Regions from separate parts of the Anas platyrhynchos genome. Here region 1 is linked to region 2. The links are chromatin contacts, called in public Hi-C maps. All regions are on one chromosome and are shown on one strand. Each heading gives the region's core, a stretch centred on a gene start, on an enhancer-like site or on the middle of the called end of the contact. The rest is flanking DNA. Distances are from core to core; before and after follow the strand shown. Region 1 overlaps CERS6 (ceramide synthase 6). Region 2 holds the start of STK39 (serine/threonine kinase 39).

Evidence for each region. Hi-C and Micro-C count contacts between places; a contact is called where the count stands out from the background.
Region 1: a contact with region 2 is called in a Hi-C map of F1 follicle, with 1.8 times the contacts expected there. The contact joins the enhancer-like site here to the promoter of STK39 in region 2. A contact is called at or near these places in 2 of 8 Hi-C or Micro-C datasets (F1 follicle and skeletal muscle).

Annotation. Positions count from the first base shown.
Region 1 is chr7:20,339,510-20,346,839 of IASCAAS_PekinDuck_T2T, forward strand. All of the region lies in intron 8 of CERS6 (ceramide synthase 6), which reads left to right. Among named protein-coding and RNA genes, the nearest start is that of G6PC2, 17 kb to the right of the region's middle. Within about 2 kb of position 4,347, at least 1 of the 8 cell types and tissues checked has an H3K27ac peak or open chromatin away from gene starts, as enhancers often do. A contact at or near this core is called in F1 follicle, where this site is marked.
Region 2 is chr7:20,232,749-20,240,552 of IASCAAS_PekinDuck_T2T, forward strand. STK39 (serine/threonine kinase 39) reads right to left here and starts at 5,206. Exons shown (of 18, transcript XM_013098937.4): 1 at 5,012-5,206. It overlaps CERS6 (ceramide synthase 6), which reads left to right and starts at 5,414. Exons shown (of 11, transcript XM_038182291.2): 1 at 5,414-5,830. The coding sequence starts at 5,661. LOC106016930 (a long non-coding RNA gene) reads left to right here. Exons shown (of 5, transcript XR_011810622.1): 4 at 1-220; 5 at 3,937-4,054.

The sequences.
Region 1 (7,330 bases), core at 3,097-5,596, 110 kb after region 2:
TTAGAAGCTGTGAGCACAGACAGTAAACCACTTTGGTTAGTTGTTACAGTCTTGTGTAATGTTAGTAGGTATATCTAACTGGTTATTCCATTTGTGCATCTGTTTGAAAAGGTTCTGTCAAGAAAAAAAAAAAGGAAAAATAGTTCTCACTGTAACGACTCAAGGCTCTTTCTGGTGCCTGTCTTCTTATTGACTCCAAAATGCAGTTGCTAAATGGATATTATTTTTTTTTCTTATGCCAACAAATCCTGTATAAGCGCAGGTCTGGCAGACCTCAGAATAACTTGGTTCCATGTTATTCTTTCATTTTTAAAGCCCATGAGAGTACAGTCTGGTTCATGGCTGATTTCTAATTGCCTTTTCATGGCAGTGAATATCTGCATGAACCAGACAGGCATGGTGTGATCCTTGCTGAGTTAAAATTAACTTCTTTTCACAATGGTGTGCTGGAACAAACCCTAGTTACTTATTACCATCTTTCTCTCATCTCTGCATGACCAGCTGACTAGCCCTTCCTGAATTTCATCACTGATTGAACAACAGTGTGGAATACAGCACACAGTGGGTCTCCAAACAGTGATCCAGTATTGCCAGTTTGCACTGTTCTGTCTCCTTCCTTCTATCCTGCAATCAGCTTCTGAGTGAAATTGCAGCTTGAGTTATGAATAGGGCAGTGCAGAGCCCCCACTAGTAGCAGCTGCTTCAGAGATTTGCTGAACCTCTCTCTTTCCTAGCCTTGTCCTGTTTCTAGCTGATATTGACTGTTTTTGTGCAGCTCTTAACATGCATGGAATTTGAATCATCGTCTTTGATACTGTTTTTCTTTCCTGGCACATTTTCTGCTGTTCGGCCCTTTGAGCATGTGTATTGTGGGAAGGCAGCATGTGGACCCTGACAGAGGCACCCTGTTTCATTCCTGTGAACATATTGGTAAAACAGAAAGCTCAAACCCACAAGCATCCCACTACATCAAAGCAGTACGTGGGCACTAGCTAAAGCAAGAATTCTGGTCATTTACTAGGCATGGTAAGAATCCAGGTAACTTGATAAATCCAAGCTGCCCCAACCTCATCTGGACTCTATGAACAGTGTTTCATGATGGCTTTAATTATTCTCACTGGATCCTGAGGCCAGCAAAAACCTTTCTAGCCTGGCTACTACTATGTGGACAACTGGGCAAACATCTCTAATTGTTCTGCTGTAAAATAAGCTGCTTTTTTATTAGGAAAATAAATCTCTTCTGACACTGTTTTAAGCTCATTTTGCTTAAAACATTGTCTGAAATAAAGCACAATCTAGGCTGTTTGTGGGTAGCAGATATTGAAGGAATAAATTCTTATTTTGATCCAATGTACTTGATTCCCAATATTATTCACACTGTCAGTGAGTGGATGCTGCAGAACTAGCAGCAAAAATTGTCTAATGTGCTTGTATTTCAGGCTGTTTGTAGCTTCAGGAGGTAACTTCTAACCAATTAGTTTATCAAGAGCATTTAATAAGTTTTTGGCAACCTAACTGCAATACATTTGAAGAAATTATAGACTTCAATGTATGCATTAAAAAAAAAAAAGTTTTATTAATTAAGTCTCCATAAATTTACTCATGACTCTTGTCTTAGCTCTTTAGCAGATTACATATAATGTTGTCATCCCATCTGTTTTTGACAAAAGGTTACCCAATGATGCCTTTTGTATTGCCTGGTTATTTTATTTCCTCAAATTGTTTACAGCACTTGTGAACTCAGGACTCTGAGTACTGTATGAATCAAAACTGAAGTCTTTGGAGTGCCGAACCAGCTGTTTACAGAGAAGCTATAAGAAATGGAAAGGTTACATGTGTCATTCACAATTGTGGGTTTGCAGTGTAAACAAAAAGAAGTGGCATTTGCTTGGTATTTCAGTTTCAAAGATTTTCATGTGATCACAACTGGAAAATATTGTATAAAAAAGGATTTCATCAGGACTTCCAAAGTCAATTCCTATCCTCATTTTTAGGTTCTACAGCCTGTTCCCTGTGGCTGTAATAATGCCTTCTGTTGTCAGGGACAGGCTGTTCAGACTGTGTACTCACTTTCCTTCTTTTATTAGGAAATCTGTCCTTTCTAAAACCTGAGGTCTGATTGAAAACAGGACAGAGACAATTAACAGAATGCTTCTTTTGCTCAGAATTATTCTGATGAGTGTAAATGTCTCAAGGGAAGGGAAGCAGCTTTGGTGGTGTTCCTGTGGCCAGATGCTTTAGCTGCTTTTAAGGCAGCTTCACAGGGCATGGTGACTGGAAAGGAGGCTGCACTGTGGGTTGGCTCTGCCAATTCAGTCAGCTGAAGTTCTCTGAAATTGCATCATTTGCAGGAAGGAAGGGAGAAAAAAAGAGGCTGGACACGGTTTTTGTCTAAAGGAGAGGAATGTGAGGAAAGTTTGCCCCCAAATACATTTTAAAGCATAACCTGTTCTGCAGAGGGGAGAGCTGTGCTAATGCAGAAGTACCACAGGCAGCCCATAGGAGTGCTGATGCTCTGGCTGGCTCTAGGTAGTTTCAACACTGGCAAATGTTCTGCCTCTTCTCACCCCGTTTTCTTTTAAAGGCTTGAACTGTAGCAGGGGTGTTTGCTGCCGGTGGGGCATATTTTATAATGCCACCGTGTTGATATAAAAGCAGAACAATGCTGCTGGTTCACTGCAAGTTGCTGTATTATGTGGGACATAAAAATTGTAGCTGTACAGAAGTGTGGGAATGGTAGTTAACTTACCAGCTTGAAATAGTAAATGGCTTTTGAGCACCGTGATCAACAGCTATGATGCAGCTAGAGTCTCATTAGTGCTCAGCTAGAAGGGGGTCATTACAGCAAAACACTTCGGAATAAAGTCAGCACCCATGTAAGTGAGCATATCCTGTTGGTTTTATCAGTGTTGCACAATGGCAGAGTGTGAGCTATGACAGCTATGAAAGTACAGATCACAGTTGAGGAAGCTGGATTGAACTGAAAACTGTTCAACGCTGATTTCCAAGCCTTTGCCGTGGAGGAAGTTCTTATGACAGTTGTGGAGACAAAGGTAGAAGTCATAAGCTTTTTGTTTCCCCCCCCCCCCATCCATGTCTTTTGGCATTTTTTCCACAACTGGACCGTAATACCTGAGTCATTTATTTGAAGGATAAATCACTGACAGACGCTGTGCCACCACACTTCTTTAAGCTGCATGATTTTTTGTGTATTTTAAAATGATTCCATTACTCTAGAGCCAGGTTCTCAGAAGCAGACCAATGAATCCAGAGTGCAGTACTCCTAATGGGATATAAACCACCTGAAAGGCACTGGGTACCTGGCAGAGAGGTCACTGCAGCTGTGATGTTTTGTGGGTTTTTGAACTAGTTCTGGTTAGCTCCTGCATTAGAGAAGGTTTGGGTAATCTTTTTTCCTGAACTGTCTGCCATCAGCATCAGTGTGTGCTCCTAAAGCAAGAGGGAGAAATATTCATTGCACACAGGTACTGCACTTACTTGTAGTTAACAGAAAGAGGCATGAGGAAGCCTTTTATTTCCTCTAATAGCCTGTTTTGCAAGGATTGGAAATTGGTCTCCTATAGTTTACACCGAACACCTTTCCTATTTAGAGAATAGCATGAACTGCAGGCAAAGGGATCTTGATAACATATTTGCATGTAAAAGTTTTATGTGTGCTTGGAGATTTTCAGATGTGGAAGTGTCGTTCTTAGCATAATGTTGTTTCTGCCTGTGTATTGTGATCCACAGGCCTGCACACAAGCATTTTGCCAGAATACATTACTGATACAACATTTTGCTGTGTATAATTACATTCTGCTAGGAAATTTGAATTCTTTCCATATCCTAGTGTCTATTGAAAGACTCTCCTGAGATTTGAGATTTGAGCTTGGATTGTGAAGGTGTCTATGACCTTGTATTCTTGTGTTTTTTCTATCCACAAGAGTGGAAATACTTATATTCATGCCAGTGGCTGCAAAATCAGTAAATGGGCAGTAACCATTGATGAGAAGAAATTGAGTGAAGAGAAAAGCACAGCTGAACCCAGGACAGTGACAGCTTGATCAGAACGGTATCTTTTACAGTACATCAAACATGAATAATTTCCTGTCCGGTGCATCATTTTAGTTAAGTAATTGGAAATCCTATTGATCTACACAGGGCTAAAAATAACATGGTCTCAGTGTCAGGGATGTGATTTCTGCCAAGAGGTATTGTTGCTGATTAGTGCTAGAGCAGGAGCCACCGGTCTGCACAGCAGCTGAGCCTTTGTATTAGCACCGCGTTAGGAGCAGCAGGCCTCAGCTGACCTCCAAATCCTCTGATATGGGGCTGGGATGGGTGAGCAGAATTCCACATGCTGCTGACCTCCCTGATAAAACTGAAGTATGTGGGTTTAACATTGCTCTGTGTATGGACTCAGGAGTTTGTCCCTTCTGTTGCTGCATTTTATGGAGATGTTTTATCGACTTACTGTCTAAAGGAAGAGGGTAATGAGCAGCACCAATCCAAAAATCTGAGGATTTCCTCTGAGATGCTCTTGAAAGACCATCTCTCTCTGTCTCTCTCTCCTGTTCTGTCCCTTGTTCCCTCTTTCAATGATGCTGTGTGAGTGACTGGTTCTTCTGACTGTTCTCAGTTTGCAGTGGGTTTATGCTGCTCCCCCCATTTTTGCCATGCACTGATTAGTAGCATAAATCTTCCTTTGAGGCACTGAAAATCTCAGAGACAGCAAGATCTGAAAAGGGAAACTAGCTTGTTCTTCCACTCAGCAGGAACCAAGAAGCATCTGTTCAAAGCAGCACAGTGGTACAGACGCAGTCCTAACAGCAGCTGGCCGAGCTGAAACTCAGAAGAGGGAGAAGTTGGCAGTAAAACCTTTATGTACTGAATTTGCTATAATTAAATATTTAGCTGTGCTGCAGATTGAGGGTTCTGGGATATGCAAGCACTACAGACCAACATTTCTTGAAGTTAATGGCTATTTTGCCCATCATTTCACACCCATCTCACGGAAAATGTTGGGTAGCTCATCTAAGGTCATGCATACAGAAACATTTGTGAGGTCACCTGTTGCATAAAGGTAGCATAGCATTATCACCCTAAGTAGCTAGGGCAGCCTGATTTATGAAGTCCTGTTAGATTTCAATGAAAGTCTAAATCCCAGAAATAAATCTTGACTACTGATGAACTTACTGATATATTGCCCTATGGCTGATCAACATGTGGATGTACTTTCACACTCTTAGTGTTATGGGATCTTTTTACTTAGGTAGTCCATAGCAGTTTACAAGCAAGCTAATGAATTAAGTCTCCCAGCGTCTTTGTAAGACAGATAGGATGTATTGATACCTTATATCCATCTTTAACAATAAGTATACCATGTAAAGGAACTTGAAAATGTCTTGTATCTCACAATAAGGTAATAGAACAGCTAAATACAGAATATAGGACTCCTGTTTCTTTGATCTCTGGTCTCGGTCACTATTTACCACGTGTAATGAAGAATAAATTATGTTTTGAGGTAGAAGTAAGATCAATCCATTATTTTTAAAGGAAAAATTCAAAGAAGCAGAAGTTTCTGAGCATTGGTGGAAATAGTATATGTAGCTGTTGGATTACTTGCACTAAATAAGATCTGAATTTCATTTGTGCACACCTAGATGCAATTAGCTATTTGCTCTGTAATGAATGCAGTATGCAAGATGTCCCAGTGCAGCCAGTTATGGTTGAATATGGAATAACTTGTATACTATATGCTTGGCCAAGAAGATAGACATCTATTCTGAAATTGTTTAGACACACAGGTTGATGTTTTGCTGTCCTTCGCTATACCTATTCCACTGCAGTAACCACAAGCCTTTTGTTCAGCTTGTTGCATACTCAGTGTGTTGGTCGCTGGCAGTGCTGCAGGAGCTCAGGCAGCTCTCAGTAGCGTTCATTTCAGCTGCACGGTTTTTGCTTCCTTTGGATTTGATAATAGTGCCCAGCATGGCAGTCGGCCCCACATGCCTCATTCTACAGAGTTTATCATGGGTTTCCTGCTTGCCTGGAAAACTGCCTACTCTTTCCACATGGCCTTCTTTCTTGTCTCCTTTCATTCCTCTAAAGATTCTTTCAGAAACAAACACGGCACATTTTGCCAATTCTCAGATAAATTTAAATACACATTTTACTCTTCCACCCATCCATCTCTATCTCTCTTCCTTCATCTCCCTTTCCTTGTTGCATTTCAAGTGCAAGACAAGTGATCAACTAACCAAGAATTAGTTTCTGCTGTCCAAAAGCCTGGACTTATGCCCACTAAATTGATTGGAGGGAGCATAATCTTATCTGAGTCCTGTCTCGGTCCTTGTCTGAGACCACAGATTTCTGTAAGAGTAGATTGGATGATCTTAAGTGTTGAATGTGCTTTTATTTGTCTTCATCAGCCACTGCTTAATTCAAAATGCTAAACTGAGAGCTTTATGCTTCCAGGTACACAACCCCACTTGGGAAATATTTAACAAGAAAAAAGAGAAAAATATATTCCATGAAATTCTGGTGTTTTGTTCAGCTATTAAAATCTTTCAAGGCCCCAGGAAGATTTCTGTAGGCCAGTACCTGTTTTCAAAGCAGAAGCTAATATTTTGTGTCAAATTGCAGGACCTGAGAAATGCTGACCAAAGTTTTCAGAGAAGTAGAGCACTTGCATCTTAAAGTAATTTCTTTCTCTGAGATCAAATCCAACTTTTTAAGTCAGAGAGACAGGAATCAAAGTTTCCACCATTCATTTTGAAAAGCTGGAATTTAACAACTGGAGAACTGTAATATTCCAGAAAGCAGGTTTGCAGGTTTAAGTACCTAAGCACCTTTCTGAGTAGCTGAACCAAAGGTTGATTTGTACATTCATGCCATAGATGCTCTTTCCTTCATGTAATCCATTCTCATGTTGCTTCTTCCGGCCCCTGTTACTCATGCAGTTGGTTAAAATACTTCTGTTGAATTCTTTCAAAAGCAGAATTGGTGCAAAGTTGTCTAACTTTTCTTCCTCCGTCCCTTCCTCAGTCTATAGGAAGAATTACTCTCCATTTTCTGTCCCATTAACTTTATGATTACCCCCCATTTCAGGCTTTTGATATGAAATAATTGATTTATATTTAGAAAAAGTCTATTTGCTTTCCTCCATTTTTTCCATAATTTCCTGTAGTTTCCGCTCAGCTTCTGCTCAGCCTTTTGTGCCTAGATGCTGTAAGCATTAGCTGTATCTCCACAGCTAGCCTGTACATCATGTCTCTGACCCCTCCTAACATTACTGAGCAATTAGTGAGATCTTTTCAGCAGCTTTTAT
Region 2 (7,804 bases), core at 3,956-6,455:
AGCAGCAAGGCTGCCTCTTAGCCTCCTCTTCTCCAGACTGGATGATCCAAGTGGCCTCAGCCTCTCCGCAAAGGATGCATCTTCCAGTATCTTTACCAGCTTTGCTGGCCTCCTCTGTATGCTTCCAGAGCATCCTTCTTAGACTGGGGAGCCCAGAAGCGTACACAACATTCAAGGTGGGGCCACACCAACATTAAACATGGGTGAATGTTTTATGCAGGTAAACAAGTCCTCTCAGCTCTCCTGCTTGATACTTGAATTGACACACAAATGTTTACATTCCTTAATCAATAAGTTGCTAAATAAGCCACTAGTTATCCCAAAACACACAGCAGATGAGAATGAATTGAAGGAATGATAAATCACTGGAGAGATTTTGCTGGTGTGTCTATGCTATGGTGCACAGACACAAGAGAGCTCCTTGCCTGCTCTGCTGGGCCAGTCCAGTGGGTGTGCGGTGGCTCCGGCTGGCCAGCAGGAACAAAGGCTCAAGAGAACACAAACAGCTGTGGCCACCCATTTGAGGAAGTGTAGGCATGAGTGCAGCCTGCTAGGATGGGTAAAATGATGATGCTGGACAAGGCCTAAAGACAACACTCAAATCAAGTTATGTAATTACTTTATATAATAATATAAAGCCATAGTTTTAAACCTATATACAAGATCTGGCAGACAAAGTGTTTGTGCTTTGTGTTTTCATTGGGGAAATAAAGAAGCATCCCTTTTTCATAATAAAGGTAGAGAAAGTGTTCCAATTTTTCTGTTGACTTGTAACCCAGCATGAACTAGCCCAAGAGAGAGCACACACTGGGGCAGAAACAAAGCTTGGGAAGCCTGGAGGTGGTGGTCTCTCTTTTTTCCTCTCCATAACTCCAAACAGAAAGGAGAAATAGAGTAGTATAGGTCTCATCCAGAAAACGCTTAAAGCCATACTTAATTCTTTCGGTGTCAGTGCAAACTACAGCTATGCTCTGGGGATGGAGGAGACAGGATGGTGTGTCATCTTGCTTTTATAGAGTTATGGCTGTATTCACAGTAAGTTGCTATATTCACAATAGAGCATGGTCAGCACTAGAGTTATCCCAGCAGGGAGCATGGCTACCGAGTTATCAGACTAGTTCTCTGGTACCTTTCCCATTTCACTGACACGTGCAATAGTACATGACTTTCAATCTGGAGAGCTTTGACATTGTCACTACAGCTAGGGGACCTTTTAATGGCTATCTAGAGCTTTAAAGGTATACTTGGATCATATAGTTCTGATGTGTCTGATTTTAACCAATCCTTTGATTTATATTTTGCTTCCAATTCACTTAAGTGAAATAACCTTACTCTAGCAGTGTAAGAAAATGAAAAATGGATGCTTAGACTTGAAAATGTCACAATAATGTATGTTATAATTGGGGGAGATGAAAATACTTATCTGATAAGTTAGCATGAATTCAGTGATTGTTTCAGTCAACCCAAATGTGTACTTTTGCTGAAAACAATATTCTCCTCAGGTCTCCCTGTACAACCATGATACAAATACAACAAAATTTATAAGGATGAAATTCAAAACAATGTAATAAGAAAATAAAAATATATTGCCAGCAAGTTGCCTATCACCTAGCTCGGAGGCAAATAATAATTTACATCTATGTGGGGTCTTTAAACCAAATACTGAATGGCAAGAGTTTCATTCATGTGTGAACACAAAGTGTTAACAGATAACTAGTGAAACAACCACATTAAAAACAGCTTTATGGGGAAAAAAATCAATGAGATGATCAGGTGAATATTCTTCTGGATACAATGTCACCTTGGAAGCTGGCTGAAGATGGAAGTGAGGAAGGAAGTGAGTTTAGCTGTGAGGGTGATTTCTGGAGTTCTCAGGACTTGTTTGCTAATGCATTGGATAACTCAGGCTGCCAGGACTGGAGCAAAGCTTGCAGACACGAGAGCAGAAGTACTGATCTCTCAAAAACTCACATTGTCAACGCAAATCCACTGTAAACATTTTGATGGCTTAGCATTGAAGTAGCTTGCTTTTTGTGCCAGAGTAACTCTCCAATTGTCTGTTGCTGTCTGTCCTCTCACAGCTGACATGAAGCTGGCATAGATTCCAGGCTGCGTGCTCATTGTAGAGCCTGGCACAACTGTGTCATCAGTCAGTGCCCAGATTTTACTGAACATGGAAGCAAGGCTGGGCTATTGCAAGTCTGTGGTCCCCCAGAGCATCTCCAGATGATAAGACAAGATCTGTACAGCTCTGTGTACCTGGTACCCATGTACCAATAACATGAACAGTAAATGTTGACTGCTTGAAGGTTTGGAAATTCCCTTTACTAAGTAAATCATAATGTGACTCTGGGGCTCAAACCTGGCCCAGTGAGTAGGCATGAAGCAGATGTATCTGAAATGCCACTGGAAGTGTAATGCAGTATATCTGGTTTGTCTGAGATAAAACCACAGCTGTGCAAAATGAATCACAAGTTTTCTTTCCAGATAATTTAGCCAAAATTGGTGCAGAAGACTGATTACTCTTATCCTGGTGTGAATAGGGTCTAGTTCAGTTTACCATAAGCTTGGGTGGTTACACAACATTGAAATAGTAAACTATGACTATCATAATTACAATGCACACTTCGGCACACTTCCTTTAAATCAGGAAGACAAACCAAAGTGAACAATGGAGAAGAATGAAGCATGGACACATACAGTGACTCAGGCACTCCCTGCTTTCTCCTTTCCTTCTGTTCAATCCTCATAGAGCAGTTCTGCTTCAGGTTGACTCAAATTGGAGCCCAGCACAATGTACAAGCCTTCCTGTGGCACATAAACCACTCTTTCAACTACAGCTACTTGTCCATAAGTCATTTCACAACAGTCAAACTAATTACCATTGCATGTCTCCCCAAGAGTCAAAACTTGCTTGTCTGCCAAGATTTAAAAAAAAAAAAAAAAAAAAAAAAAAAGGAAGACTGAAGTGATATAACCTGGGGACACCTACTGCACCTACTGTACTGATGTATTTTAAGCCCAATTACACAGAGCTCTGACAGTGATTTGTATTCAGGGTATATCATTTGGTAATCGGATGAAGTCACACTGATCCCTTCAGACTAATAACAAACCCATGCAGGAGTCAGAAGTGATTTGAGTGGTCCAGCATAGGTCTCATAATGAAGATTGCCACTCCATCCATGAGGTTTTAGTTTTTAGGTGAAATCACTAGAATAGCTGACAAAACTAACAGCACAAAAAATGGGAAGCCCACAGCTGTTGGGACCAGCAGGCAGAGTCAGAAGAAAGACAGCCCAGGACCATGCCTTGGGGTGCCACATCCACATGTCCGTGGTCCTCCCGGTTCCCCCCCCACAGGCGAGGAGTGGCCCCACAGCACCCATCCTGCTCTCAGCCCTCCTGCTAGGCATGCTGCTGCTGAGTGTCCCAACAATTGCCAGGTTTTGCTTCAGCTTTTCGGTTTGGCCGAGGAACTCCTCCAGGTGGCCAGTAGCATGGTGCTGACAAACACATTACCAAATTAATTCACAGAGATTTAGAGGTGCAAAACAGCCTCCTGTTTACTGCAAATGAACAAATAAACCATTGCAAGTTTAAAAAATAATAAAAGTGGGCTATTACAAAATTTAAAATATTAGGGCTGCTTTTGAGCCCCTCCCAGGAATATCTCCCTCCACAGCACAGGATTCAGGCGTTCTCATTCCATAGTCCCCTCTTGGCTCCTTCTACATGATTACTGCTACAATTTGAATGCAATTAAAAGCTTTTAATTGGTCATCCTCCCAAATGTTTCAGAAATGCCATTTCTTTTCAGATAGGCTTAGAGAGCTGTTGCCCTGAAATAATTTTACTCTGACACAAAAGTCAATTATACTAATTGTTCAGCAGGAATTAACCTCTTATTCATCATCGTGTTATTACTGTTGCTAGGCTCACTTTGCAAAGATCCGTTCCTTTCCTGTATCTGCAATGCCAAGTGCCAGAGCCCGTGAGCCTCTGCAATGTCTGGGAAAGAGCTATCTCATTGTATTGGAAACAGACATAAATATTGAATACACTTCTAAACTGATCGGAATATTGAAATACGCTGAAAAAAAACAGGTCAACCTTTAGATGCAGAATAATGATAACAATTTTCTGATTAAAATTAACTTTGCCTTAAATCCAATTATCATTAACGAAGCAAATGGTTATCTGCATATTGACAGCTATTAAAATTATATCTGAAGAGCTTTTCATCAAGGAAAGCTTTCATCTAGGAGTGACCAGAAGCACTGAATCGGAAACTTCACAGGCACAGGGGATGTTGGCTCAGCAATACGCCAGAAGCACCCAGTGGAAGATTCACCTGCACGGCTCATCAGCCAACCTGCCAAAACATTCCCTGAAACTTTCCCAAATGTCCTGCATGGAAATCCTCTCCGTATACGAACATGGTTAATTTTGTTAAATCGATATCATGTTTTTCACAGTGTGAAGGTGTTGTGTGTATACCATGGAGTTTTCTTCAGCAAAGAAATGCCAGCACACAGATGAGGAGCCATGTAATTAGTTTTTCAGGCAAGACAAGTAGAGTCAGCAGGGAGAAAAGAGCAAGCTGGCAGAAAATGTACAGCCAGGATGATAAAATTCTGGAGTTCACCTTGCACAGCACTCAGCTTCTCTTGGCATTTGGTAGCCAGCTGGAGGGGGTGATGATACAGGGGTGAACACTGAAGCCAAATAAAATAAAGCAGGGCAGGGCAGAAAAACACTGATGGTGTAGGGATAACGTACACCTACTACCTGGAGTAATTGTGTCTGTGCCTAGACCACCCTGCCTACAGCCCAGAGGCCACCGCTCCGCTAGAGCCTGCCTGTCACCTTTCCGTAAAGTCTGGTGGAGACAACTCTAATTTTCCTCTCGTAGCTGGAAGCGGGCAGCGAGATAAGTAACTGAAAGTGAAAACCTACGTAAAGACAGCACGATTTGCCTTATCTGGGGACGCCAAGCCAGAGCCCTCACCTCAGTTTCGCTGCAGCTGGGCGCTGTGCCCGCACACTCCGTGCCTCACTCCGCGGGCTGAGGTCGCGAGGTGCCGCGGCCGCTCCTCTCAGCCGGGGCGCCGGGTCCCGCCTCAACGCCTCAGAGCCGGGGGCAGCCCCTGAGGGGCCGCCGGCCGCGGGGCCCCGCTTCGCCGGGCTGAGGAAGGGGCTTGTGGGGGGCTTCCCGTGGCGACCCGTGTAAACCTCGGAGCGGGGCGAGGACCCCCTCGGTGCTCGCCGCCTGGGGGCTGCCTCAGCAGGGGAAGGGGCGGGGAGGGGGGGAAGGCAGCGGCGGGCACCCGGCGGCCGCGGCCCCGAGGCGGCGGCGGAGCAGCGGCGTAACGGCGGGGAGCGGCCGGGAGCCAATGGGGGCCGGCGCGGCCGTGTGACAGGCGGGGCGGCCGCTGCCCCCGCCGGGCGGCCGGGGCGGAGAAGCGGCACAGCCGCGGCGCTCGGCAGCAGCACCAGCAGCAGTATCAGCAGCAGTACCGGCAGCAGCAGCCTCGGTATCCGCGGCGGGGCTGCCGCACGGCTCCGTCCTCCTCCCCCCCGGCAGCCGCGGTGAGGGAGGCCGGCGGAGCGGAGCGGAGCAAAGCGGAGCGGGGGGCGCCGCGGCAGACAAAGCAAAGATGGCAGGGATCCTCGCCTGGTTCTGGAACGAGCGGTTCTGGCTGCCGCACAACGTCACCTGGGCCGACCTGCAGAGCACGGAGGAAGCCTCCTTCCCGCAGGCGGAGGACCTCTACCTCGCCTTCCCGCTGGCCTTCTGCATCTTCATGATCCGCCTGCTCTTCGAGAGGTAACGCGGAGCCGCCCGGCGGGAGCCTCCTGCGGGGGGCGCGGGGCTGGGGGGCCGCCGGCCGGGGGGGGCCGCCTCGGGTCCTCCTGCCCCGGCCGGGCCGGGCCGGTAGCGCCGTGCCCCCGGCTCGGTCGCGGTGCGGGCCCGATGCGGGAGGGCGGCGGGCTCCTGGCTCCGGGAGCCGGCGCGGCGCGGAGCGGGCGCTAGGAGGCGAGGTCGCCCCGGGAACGGCCCCGGCCTCCTCCACCTGCGGCCCGGCGCCGGCGGGCAGGGCCCCGGGGCACCTGGGCACGGCCGGGGCCAGCGGCCACCACCCCGCTGGCGCCCGCTGAGGGCAGCGGGAGGCTGTCGCGACAGGAGGGGTCACCCGCGATTATCGCCGCGGGGCTCCCGCGGAGGGGCCGTGGGGCGTGTGTGGGGAGGCTGGGGCGGAGCGGGCTTTCCTGCGTGCTCGCTGCTGTGCCCGCGAAGAACAAAGAGCGGGGGCCCCGCAGCGCCCGCCGCCCTCCCGAGCCGCGCTGCCGGGGCGGCGGAGGAGGGCCGAGGGGGACCGAGGAGGAGCAGCAGCCGCTGCGCCCCGGGGAAGGGCTGGCACGGTGCTGTGGCAGCGACGAAATCGCAGCCCTGCGGGGCGGAGCTGCCGCCTGGGCGCTCCCTGCCCTGGGAGCACGGGGCCGGGGGCTGCGGTGCCCGGGGCAGGCTGCGGGTGCGCCCAGAGCAGAGCAACTTCGGTGGCACTCTGCTGGAAGGCAGCAAAACTTGTGGGGAGCGTGGAAAGCTGAGCTAGCCGCTTGTCCCGGATGGAATACCGCAGTAGGAGTGCAATTAAAGTACCCGGTGTCGGTTAGGTAGCGCCAGATCGCTCGCTGGTTGCTGCTTCCCTTTGCTGTCTGTACAGCGTGTGCCTTGTAGCGCTGAGGGCGGGTGCGTGATTTTGCATCTCTTGCCATCTGAACTGCAACGCGTGTCACAGCAGGGCTGTGTTAGGGGGCACAGCAGTTAGTCACGGAGACAATGTCAGCCTAAACTTAGAAACACTCTGTTTCTGCCGGTTCTGGTGCAGCTGTGTAGCACAGAAGCTGCTATGATTTCTTAGCAGTCTGCATCTACCCCCACAGGCTAGCTTTCTTAATTCAATTGAAGTAATTTTTAATTTGGAAGACCATTTATATTTATAAGTGTTGGCTCTGCAGATGAGGAATTGGGTACGTTTCCATACCTCTTCTATTTTCGCTAGGCTAACTTTGAAATTCAGCTTTGGAAACATGTATTGGTAGCTTGATAGTAGGTGAGAGACCTCCAAAGAGGTTTTATTAACAACTACTTGAGTATGTATTTGTTCCTTTTTAATTTCAAACCGATTGTAAGCCTCCAATGTGGGACTAGGATTTTATGTGAGGTTAATCCACACAGCCTGGTACAGTTGTGATTTTTAACATACAGCATTTTACTAAAGCAGGCAGAGCAGAAGTGACTGGATCTGCTTCCACTGATCAAAGTAGGAGGATTGTCTTTGAATGAGAGAAAAATCAAGCCTCGTTATTGCTCATTAGTAATGTATTTCATCAGACCTTGGTTTCTTGTTTGCAGGGAGCAAGAGAAATACCTCGTGCATCGTTAATAAGAGGTTTGCAGTTACTTCAGTTGGTAAAAATGTCTGAGATCTGGAAGGGACAAGAGCAGGAATATCTATTAAACTGATGATTTCTTCATTTTTCTGTGTATTAAAACAGATGCATTTTTTTCCTTTCAAAACTCAGTGTTGGTGACTGATGTTATATGTGCTGCATCCTGGAAGAAGCTTTTGCAGATGTGTTCACTGATTTGGCAATGGTAGTGCTTAAAGGACGAATAAAAATAGATGCTGTAAAACAACTTTAAAAGTTCCATGTGTACTTTAAATCCATGGCTGTAGTGAAATACTTGTAACAGAAGCGTGTCCCGTTTCCTTCTGCAAGATACCTAACAGGTACT